3 separate regions of the Mus musculus genome follow, and regions 2 and 3 are each linked to region 1. Evidence: chromatin contacts called from public promoter capture Hi-C data. All regions are on one chromosome and are shown on one strand. The core of a region is the stretch at or near the end of the contact, and the rest is flanking DNA. Distances in the headings are between cores, read along the strand shown.

Region 1 (3,301 bases), core at 546-3,045:
GCCCAGGTGCTTGACAAGTTTAGGGGCCCATGAGGATATATGTATAAAAAATGGACCTGGCTGCTAAACTTGAAGCCCACTGCAACAGACTAGAGGCATGAACACCACGGTCTCCAGTTTCCTGCTAGCCCTGTGTTCTTAGGCCTGAGCATGTTTTAGCATCGGCTAGCCTCTTATCTGGTAAGTGTGGGACAGGGCCCATGGCTGCATCCTTAACACCTCAGAACACGAGGATGTGGGTCCCAGGAGCCACTAAGAAGCACTAGCCTGCTTTTTCGCTGCTCCCACACACATGCAGATGTGGGGAAAATATGCCTGGAAACCAAGCTGCAGCACCATAACCCAGGCTATCTATGTGGTACTGTGTCCTCAACACAGTGAAGCAGCAAGGAGGAGCACTGATTCAGCAACATATATTCTCTCTTTCTCTCTCATTCTCTCTCTCTCTCTCTCCCCCCCCTCTCTCTCGTCTTCTCTCTCTCATTCTCTCTTTCTTCCTCTCTCTCGCTCTCTCTCTCTCTCACACACACACAGTTAAAGTCTTCATTCAGGATGGCCCATCTTCCTTAGCTTACAAAGATATATTAATGGATTTGTGTCATTCTCATATACTGCTAAATACTAGGACCAGTTAACTATTAAATGCTCTCAAAAGTGACTCTTTATGCCAGGCATGACAGAACATGTCTATAATCCCAGAATTTCAGAATCAAAGGCATGAAGATCAAGAGTTCAAGGTCACCCTCCATCATAGAGCAAATTCAAGGCCAGTATGGGTTACATGAGAGTCTATCTACCCCACCACCTCCAAAAGGCCTTCTTTCAAGATTTATTTTTTAATTACATTCACCCATGTTTGTCTGTGTGTCAGTATGTGCATGTGAGTGTTTATGCCCAAGGAGGCCACTGAATCCCATGGAACTGGAGTTACAGGTAGTTGTGTGCCAACTGATGTGGGTGCTGAGAATTAAGTTTAGGTTCTCTACAAGAGTAGTAACCACTGAGCAATTACTCCAAACCCAAAGAGCTTTTTTTGGGGGGGGGGGGCACATATCTGTAATGCCAGAATTAGGGAAGCTGGGGCAGAAGGCGAGTTTGAGGCGAACCTAGGCGACAGAGTGAGACTGTAAATAAGAAGGGGGAAGGAGAAGGAAGAGTAAAAGAGCGTGCGAGAGCCGGCGAGAGCGATCCTATAGCCTAGGCCGGCCTCGAACTCACTTTGCAACTGAAGCTGGCTTTGAATTCCTGACCGTCCAGCACCACCTCCCCAGTGCGGAAATTAACGGCGGTCGCCACCACTCCCAGATTGTTATTATTATTATTATTGGGGTTTTTTTTTTGTTTTTAGTTTTTAGTTTTTAAAGGAAATGTTATGGCATCGTCGGACGTGAACACCAAAGCCTAGACCTAACTCAGACTACTGCAGGGCTCGCTTTCCCACCAAAGGAGAGGCTTGGCCCCTGGGCCCGGTCCTGCAGTCGGGTGCCGGGGCGGGCGGGTGGGCGTCTGCGTGGCTCACCCTCCACGGCGTGGTTCACCTCCTGGATGAACAGCTGCAGCTTCATTACCAGGGTGGCTGCGTGACCGTCCGCCTTCCCCGCCGCCCCGTCTTTGGGGCCGGCTCTGAAGGCCGCATTAATCCAGTCCTTCACGTCGAAGTCGTCAGCCAGGAACTTGGAGAAGTCCATGGCGCGCGGTCTCCGGGTTGGCGCCGAGCGACACCGCCTTCGGGACACCCGTCGAAACCCACCAAGCTTTACTTGCCGCCCCGTCAGCGCACTCGCGCCGAGGCCGAATGTCCCTCGTCGCGCGCCGTACTTCTTCCGGAAGTCGGTGCCTATTACCATAGCAACTGTTCCTGTTAGAGCAGCGAGCTTCGCGCAGTCCGGACAGGTACGACAGTTCGTTTTCTGCTCTTATTTGTCGAGCAGTAAACTAAGTAAACGCGTGTTTCCTCAAGACTAGAAGATTGACGTCTGAGAAGGGAGCAGCTGAGAAATATAAACTCTGTATGTAGGAGTAATGTTGCTAGTTTTCCGTCCTCACTAAATGCATACAGCAGTTTGGGTTTTTTGGTTTTTTGGTTTTTTGGTTTGGTTTGGTTTTGCTTTGAGACAGGGTTTCTCTGTGTAGCCCTGGCTGTCCTGGAACTCACGTTGTAGACTAGGCTGGCCTCGAACTCAGAAATTCGCCTGCCTCTGCCTCCCGAGTGCTGGGATTAAAGGTGTGCGCCACCACGCCCGGCAGCAGTTTGGTTTTTTTTTTAATTTTATTTTATTTTATATGGAGTGTTTTGCCTCTGTATGTGTGTGACCCACTTGCCTGTCTGGTGCGGGCAGAGGCCAGATGAGAATGAAAGATCTCCTGGAAGTGGGATGTTACATGTGGTTATCAATGCTGGGAGTGGAACGCAGGTCCTCTGGAAGAGCTGCCAGTACTATTAACCGCTGGACCATCTCTCCTCATAGATTTCTATAGATTTGATAATGGTCTCCCCTAACTCTGGTCTAATTTCAGTAATCTTCAATAATCTTCAAAAATTACTTTTCCTCCAATTCTTCCACTCATTTTCCATCATTTTCTTTACTAGTTAGGTTTTTTCTTTCTTTCTACCTTTCTTCCTTCTTCCTTTCTTTCTCCGATTTTTTTTTTTTTTTTTGCTCTTGTCTAGTATAGCAAAGTAGAGGATGTTGTTGTTGTTGTGAGGATGTTGTTGTTTGTTTGTTGTTTTTAAAGACGGGTTCCGTTCTTCTATCCTAGAACTCAAACCCATGCCTCAAAGATCGAACCTCCCACATGCTGGGATTTCTGGCTTAAGCCACCACTGCATGTTCTAGCGTTGGTTTCTAATTTAATTCCGTGTATCAGGAACACATATTATGACTCTGTTCTAAATGTACAGAGACTTGCTATGGCCTTAATATTTGTCTGTCATGGAGAAGAGTATATGTGCACTTAAAAATATGTACAGTACCCAAAAGGAGGACATGGTGTTGTGGGGAATGGATACAGCTAAAGGTAATAAGCAAAAGAAGCCAGAAGACGAAGTTCACGTTTTCTCTCAGTTCTGGATCCAGATTGTATAAACACCTAAAAGAATATCTAACATGAGAGCAGAGGAAAGACACGGGAGGAAAAAGAATGGAAGGTGGAGGTGGGAAAGAGGGAAGATATGCAGAAGGGAACAGGGGTAAAATGCATAGTACAGTTAGGTAGATTGTCTTTATGAAACACAGCACTATGGACATGAATATTCAATATAAAGAAGAGGAAGCAGAGAAGGGAGGAAGAAAATCACATG
Region 2 (3,026 bases), core at 128-2,627, 340 kb before region 1:
CATAAAAAACAAATTGAGAAAAGAATGGAGCTGTTTAAACCAAAAGAGCATGTCAAATTAATGACATAGCCCTGGAAACTATAAAGAATGGGGTGATGCTCATTGGGCCAAATATGTAAAATCTGTCTCCAAGAGAGGAGATCCCTTGTTCTTCCTGTGTAGTGAATGCTGACAGGGAGAGAGAAATGTGGTGAGCCACAATGTAGTTAAGACAGAATCTCAGAGGGCTCCACAGGAGAAAGACCCTATCCACCAGATCAGGAAAAGTCTGGGGCAACCCACACGGAGGAGATGCCAAGAAAAGGGGCGAGCCACTGGCAACACCAAACATCTGCTCAAGTCTGGAGCCCACCTGGGAAGGGCCCTGACTTGGGGTGAAAGGTTTTCAACCTTTTTCTATGGGCGTAGACTTCAACTCTCTCATGGGGGCTTTAACTCAAAGGACAAGTAAGTAGACCTGGCCAAGGAGCTCTGCCATGCCTTTTCTTTCTTCAGGAAGACTTAAGAGGCTAAAACATGTTGTGGAAACAGTAAGCATTCAAGTATTTGAAAATAATCCTCCAAATACAGTGGAGCCAGAGTGGTCCTTAAATATCTATGCAAATACTAGATCTATATATTGTACATGAACATTTATACCCATGGTGAAACCTCTTTAGTAAACAGTGTGCTGTGGTTAAGCTAAAGGAGAAATTTTACCACTCCAAACTAGAGGGAGAGCCGAGTGCTATTTTGGATGACGGAGCATGTGGTCTACCCCAACCCAGCCATGATGTTGTGCTTTGGAATGGAAAGGTACCTGCTCCATGGTGCTCTCCGAGAGTGATGGCTGGCTGGAGTATTTACCAGACGAGGAATCAATTCACCTCAGGCATTTCTACCCTCAGATGAGAAGTTTAAAATCGGTAAACTGGACTTACAATACAATGCTGAGCTCTATTGCCCCCAAGTGGTCATAAGTGATATGACAGTCCCACTAGAGCATTCCGTTGGCCAGATAGCTAGGGGAAAACCAAAACCAAAACCAAACAAAAACACCTCAGAAGTCAGTTACTGGAGTGCTGGAGAGATGGTTCGGTGGTTAGGAGCAGTGGCTACTCTTTTAGAGCCTCGGTCCAGCTCCCACATAGTGGAGCACAGCTACTTCTAGCCTCCCCCAGGCCCTACGCACCAGCACACGAGTGGTGCACTTACATACATGCAAGCAAAACATTCATACACATAAAAATAATAAAGCAGGTAATGTGTATACGGGGTGAGAGAAGGCTGAGGAAAGAATATTTTTATGTTGCAGCTTCCTCTTACAACCAAAGAAGAACAATGAGAATCCGCTGGAAATGGGGCAGAATGTGAGCTCTTTCAAGGCCAGCTCTGTAGCCCAGGACAAATAGTCTCTTATCTCATATAACTGCTGACTGGGAGCACTGAACAAGTATGGATGTGATCTTTTTACACAGTAATTGCATGGGGAGTTGGCCAAACTGCATGGCAGTATCCTGTAACTTGATGTTTTACCTGAAACACTGCAGTTTTAAAGCCTTTTGTTAGAGAAACCTATGCAGTACAAACACTATTCAACATTTTAAAAACTGGTTTGGCAAGGGAGAGAAAAGACAAATATGTCTTGAAGAAGGCATCATGTAATAAATTTATTATGTTTTGTTACATTTTCCAGTTTTCTCTTAATTCCAACTATATACTATACAACCAACTGCTGTCTCAGAAATAAAACGTTTTCAACATAAAAATATAAATTCTGCTTCTTAAAAGTGCGTACACCTTGAATAATAAAATATACAAATAAATAACAGAAGGCAGTGCCACACCTCATGCACTTGGCCTAACATAATTTAAAATGTAGGATACACTTTCTTCCAGCCTGCAGGAAGGATACTCTGCCGTCCTTTTACTGCAAAATTAAACTTATACAGAGCTCACTAATGGTGGCTCGTGAATGACACCAAAGCATTTTGTGTACAGTGACATGACATGCAGCTTTTAAGACAACTGGAGAAATAGACGCCGGTGCAAAATCACAAGAGAATCAAAACAAAAACAAAACAAAACAAAAACAAAAAAACACATTTTGGTAATGGGCCTGAACTCAATTTTAACCAGTGGTGAGAGGCACAGTTGGTGAGCAAAGCTACACAACACAAATGCCTACAGGAAAACCCAACAGAGCCGCAAGCGCAGAAACACGGCCCCCAGTCTGGAATAGCACCTAGCAAAGTCCCCGCTGCAGAGTTCATAGCAGCAGAGAGCTCGGCTCTGGGAGGCTGTGCCAAAGCTGTCCCAGCTCTGATGTTTTCCTGATAGCCTTAAAATACGGACCATGTCAGATAAACTTTTTGTAGGCAGTCTGATGCTCAATGGGATGAGGACACACAGCACAGTGGATTATTCTGAAGATGGTATAGTGTGCCTGGCTCACCACAGACTAAAACCAAATTTCATGTGCCTCTGTAGGTAACATTTCTGGTTAAGTATTACATGATCTTTTTAATTACATAAAAAAACAACAACAAAAAAGGCTCCAAAATAATTTGAATAAAATGTTTCACATTTGTTTCAAACTAAAAAGGATTCCAGAAACTACACAGAAAAGACCTAGAGGGAGTGAACCTGAGCAGGAGGCCCAGTGCTGCCTGTGGGTTACACCGGTGCTGCCAGAGCAGGGCAGGGTTTGCAAGGCTAGGCAGGAAACTTTCCACTGTCTTCTACCATATTTTTTAACCTGGACATTTTTCCCTCTCCTGCATGGGTCGGTGTCAGCCCCAGAGTAGAATCTGGAGAGAGGCTGTGTGAATTAATTCAGACCCCTCAGGGCACTCTGCCTGCCACCAGCAAATAAGAACAATACCTGGACACACCAAGCATAAAACACTTCACACATCCAATTCGGGCCTTGAAGTCAGAAAGCCCCCCACCACACACGCACACGCACGCGCACACACACACACACACACACACACACGCACACACACATGCACACACCCTGATTCCAAGCCAGGGACTGACACCTT
Region 3 (3,246 bases), core at 728-3,227, 390 kb before region 1:
GTCCCAGGGCTTCTCTAGCCCTGACCTCTCAAAGCACCAGGTCTAAACACGATGAACCCAGACACTGGAGAATACCCAACCTGTGGACTTTTGAGAAACACATCAAACCACAACATGATGGATTGCCAGTTTGGACAAAAAGGACCCAACCACCAAGGGACACTCTGTATCCTTCTGAAACATGAAATGTACCAAAAATGATACTGAGAAATGGATCACTAATAAATATACTCGCTGCATAAGGGCCTAGGCAGTCTGCCTGCTCTCTGTCTATGAGTTGAGGCAGAAAGACAGAGAGACAAGGCAGGATCTTGAGATGGGACTGCCCACCATTTCTGTTGCTACACCTGACAAGGGCCAGCGTGAAGCCCCAAGCGTGACAGGGAGAATCACGCAGGAACCAAGATGATTAGAAATAGGAAGTGCCTCTCACCTTCACACCTCCTCAGTCTATGGGCCGAGCCTGAGATAAATCATCTTTTCTCTAATCCTGGAAATGAATCCTTAAGATGATTTCATCAGGACCAATGAGGTGGCTCAGACGGTGAGGGTGCTTGCCACTAAGCCTGACAACCTGAGTTTACATGGAGGAGAGAACCACCTCCCACAAATTGTCATGGTCTATGCACACATGCACACATCCCTACATAGACAAATAAATGTAGGGGAAATGACCTCTTGCTCTCATGCAACTCACTCACATAAACAGCTGGGGGGGGTCATAGACCCTGTGTCTAATCTTAACTGAACACTCACTACCCACCCCCAAAGTTAGTCACTAGCGTGTCTTGTGGAGACAAAGCAAATTAAGCAAAATTAACAATATAGAGTCTTGATAAATATTAACTAGAATTTTTTTCACTCACATGTTTATGATTACTGCTGGCTACCACAAAGCAAGGAGTGAGTAACAAAAAAAGCTACTGTTGGGGGCTGCAGATATAGCTCAGTAGTAGAACATGTGCTTAGCAGGTACAAAGCCTGGGGTTCAATTCATGACGCACACATAGAAAAAGAGAGCTAACATTATATTGGACTTGGAGACCCAAGATTTCATTTATCAAATGATGGAGCCAAATGTAGGCAAACAGATTCCCAGCTGGTAGTCTAAGCTATCATGGCCACACACCTCTAGGGATGTTTGCTAGTGGTTTTTATCTTATTGTAACAGAATTATGGTTATAACCACAATGTCAAGCACCAGGAAAGAATGCTGGAGAATGACAGGGTCCCTGCAGGCATCCACAGCTAGAAATGCCCTATGGGGCAACCCTTTAGCCCTTACCTCAAGCCCAACGGGACGGTGAGCATCGAAGATACCACAGCCAAGTGCTCCCAACAGATGGGAAATGGTGAGTGGCAGGGATGAGGCTAGGCCTCTGCAAACACTGAATAATGGTGCCGGAGTTTGAGAGCCTTGGAATGAGCTATTTCAGCTTGGTTAGCTTTTTAGGCCATTGCAAAGAAATTGGATGTGGAGGGGGCAGGTGCAGGGAGCAGCCGCTGGGCCTGGAACTCTGCCATACCACCTGCAACGGGAGAGAGCCGAGGCGGAAGCTCATTAGCCGTCCCCGGATCATTACCTCCTGCTCCCCAGGGGCACAATCACTGAGTGTGGACTTTCAGTTCTAGAGGTCTCTCTTCAAGGGTCCCTGTGGGCCGGAAGCAGGGCTCTCTTCCCCAGAAGGGGTGGTGCAAGCCAATCTTCCAGACACAGCCATCGGTAATTACTGTTTGGCAGAATATCAAAGCCTGCTGTTTATTGAAAGTATTGCCTGCCCGGCTGGGAGAAACTGAGGCTGGGGCTCAGAGAGGTAAATTAACTTACCTAGGGCATACAGTTTGAAAGAGGCAAAGGCGGAGATTTAAGAAATGTTTCTGGCTGGCTCCCTGTCTATCGTCTCAACTGTTAAACTGATTGGAGTCTTGCAGTCTAGATTCCAATAGTTCCTATAGCCAATGAGGGCATCAGAGAGTGGGCAGATCGGCCCTCCATCATGCGCAGAGGCAGGAAGGGGAGTGGCCGAGGAAGGCTGGTCAGGGCGTGGATCTTGATTCCAGGAGGCATCAATGTTCCTTGTTTAGTAAATAAGTCGGTTCATCTTTATTCACGGAGTGTCTCCGTTTGCCTGGCCCTGGAGATGGAAAGCTGAATGAGGACAGCTGAGTTCCAGCTCCTGTGGAGAAGGCAGGAGACAGACAGAGTTAACTTGTGTGCCAGTAACCTCAGAGGGTGCTGGGAAGGAAACAGACAAGCAAGATGATGGACCCGGGTCATTCCTGAGGATAGGTGACAATTGTCTGGAGGTTGTATGGTGAGCAGTTACCCCAGGAAAAGACCCAGGGACCTGGACATCAACACAGGAACCAGCTAGAGCCCCAGAGTAAGAACAAACTGAAGACTTTGAGATCTGACGGAAGCCAGGGAGCGTGGACTTTAATAAGGTGGGGAAGTTGGATGAGAACACAACGCAGGCAGGAAGCCCCTTTCCTTCCCACGCCAAGGCCAGATGCTCCTCTGTCCCCTCTGTCCCCAACCCCAACCCAAGGGGTTGAACCCAGAGCTCTGTAAGGCAAGCACTCTACCACTGAGCTACATCCCAGTCCTGTTTCTGAGGTTTTTATTTTGAGTCGGAGTCTCTGGGTTTCCTGGGCTTTGAACTCACTGTAGAGCAGGACGTACTCGAACTTCTTGCCTCTGCCTCCAGAGTGGCTGGGGTTGCAGGCCTGAGCCAGGAGGTCTGGCAGCACTTCCCGGTTTCTTTATCAGGTTTGCTGAGCAGTCTCTGAGCTTCAGGTGCTTGTACAGGCCTGGGCACACAACTGTTGCATAACTGATGTTCACTGAACAATCTTTTATGTGCCCAACCCAAGGGCAATGTAGCAACTGCTAACAGAGTTTGAGTGCCAGCCCCTCTGACCATCCTGCAGTCAAAAGGTTTCACTTAGCTTCTAGTGAGATTAGAGCCATGGTTTAGCTGGTATTTTTTTTTTCTGGATAGGGTGCTTGTTGGAGTCTTCTACCTGCCTACAGCTCCAGAAATCAGCACAATTATGGACCCTCACCTGTCTAGACTCTTCTCCCGGAGCCTCTAAATCTCCTAACTCTTGTGCTCCAGCAACTTCTATTCCCTCCTGCTTTACTTTTCTGCAGTGTTCATTCCATCACACTGCTCCATAATGTTTACACATTGCCTTCCTTGCTCTCTACCCTCCTACTAACTCTGCATCACAAGGAAGGACACA

The links. Promoter capture Hi-C pulls out the DNA fragments that hold promoters and counts their contacts.
Region 2: a promoter capture Hi-C map of the 3T3-L1 cell line shows a contact between it and region 1, with 2.1 times the contacts expected there. The contact joins the enhancer-like site here to the promoter of Cog7 in region 1. A contact is called at or near these places in 11 of 39 promoter capture datasets (the 3T3-L1 cell line, 3T3-L1-derived adipocytes, HPC-7-derived erythroid cells and 6 more), 2 of 484 Hi-C or Micro-C datasets (embryonic fibroblasts and stem cell-derived primordial germ cell-like cells), 1 of 115 datasets of contacts at active chromatin or transcription factors (large pre-B cells) and 1 of 9 other capture datasets (adipose tissue).
Region 3: a promoter capture Hi-C map of hippocampal neurons shows a contact between it and region 1, with 2.5 times the contacts expected there. The contact joins the promoter of 1700025J12Rik here to the promoter of Cog7 in region 1. A contact is called at or near these places in 1 of 39 promoter capture datasets (hippocampal neurons) and 1 of 9 other capture datasets (adipose tissue).

What each region holds. Positions count from the first base shown.
Region 1 is chr7:121,979,898-121,983,198 of GRCm38.p6, forward strand. It overlaps Cog7 (component of oligomeric golgi complex 7), which reads right to left and starts at 1,796. Exons shown (of 17, transcript NM_001033318.3): 1 at 1,520-1,796. The coding sequence starts at 1,688.
Region 2 is chr7:121,640,399-121,643,424 of GRCm38.p6, forward strand. It overlaps Usp31 (ubiquitin specific peptidase 31), which reads right to left. Exons shown (of 16, transcript NM_001033173.2): 16 at 1,623-3,026. Among named protein-coding and RNA genes, the nearest start is that of 1700025J12Rik, 52 kb to the left of the region's middle. Within about 2 kb of position 1,378, at least 49 of the 459 cell types and tissues checked have an H3K27ac peak or open chromatin away from gene starts, as enhancers often do. A contact at or near this core is called in adipose tissue and stem cell-derived primordial germ cell-like cells, where this site is marked.
Region 3 is chr7:121,587,926-121,591,171 of GRCm38.p6, forward strand. 1700025J12Rik (RIKEN cDNA 1700025J12 gene) reads left to right here and starts at 1,978. Exons shown (of 2, transcript NR_131051.1): 1 at 1,978-2,445. It overlaps 4933432K03Rik (RIKEN cDNA 4933432K03 gene), which reads right to left and starts at 1,911. Exons shown (of 3, transcript NR_102286.1): 1 at 1,829-1,911; 2 at 1,286-1,529.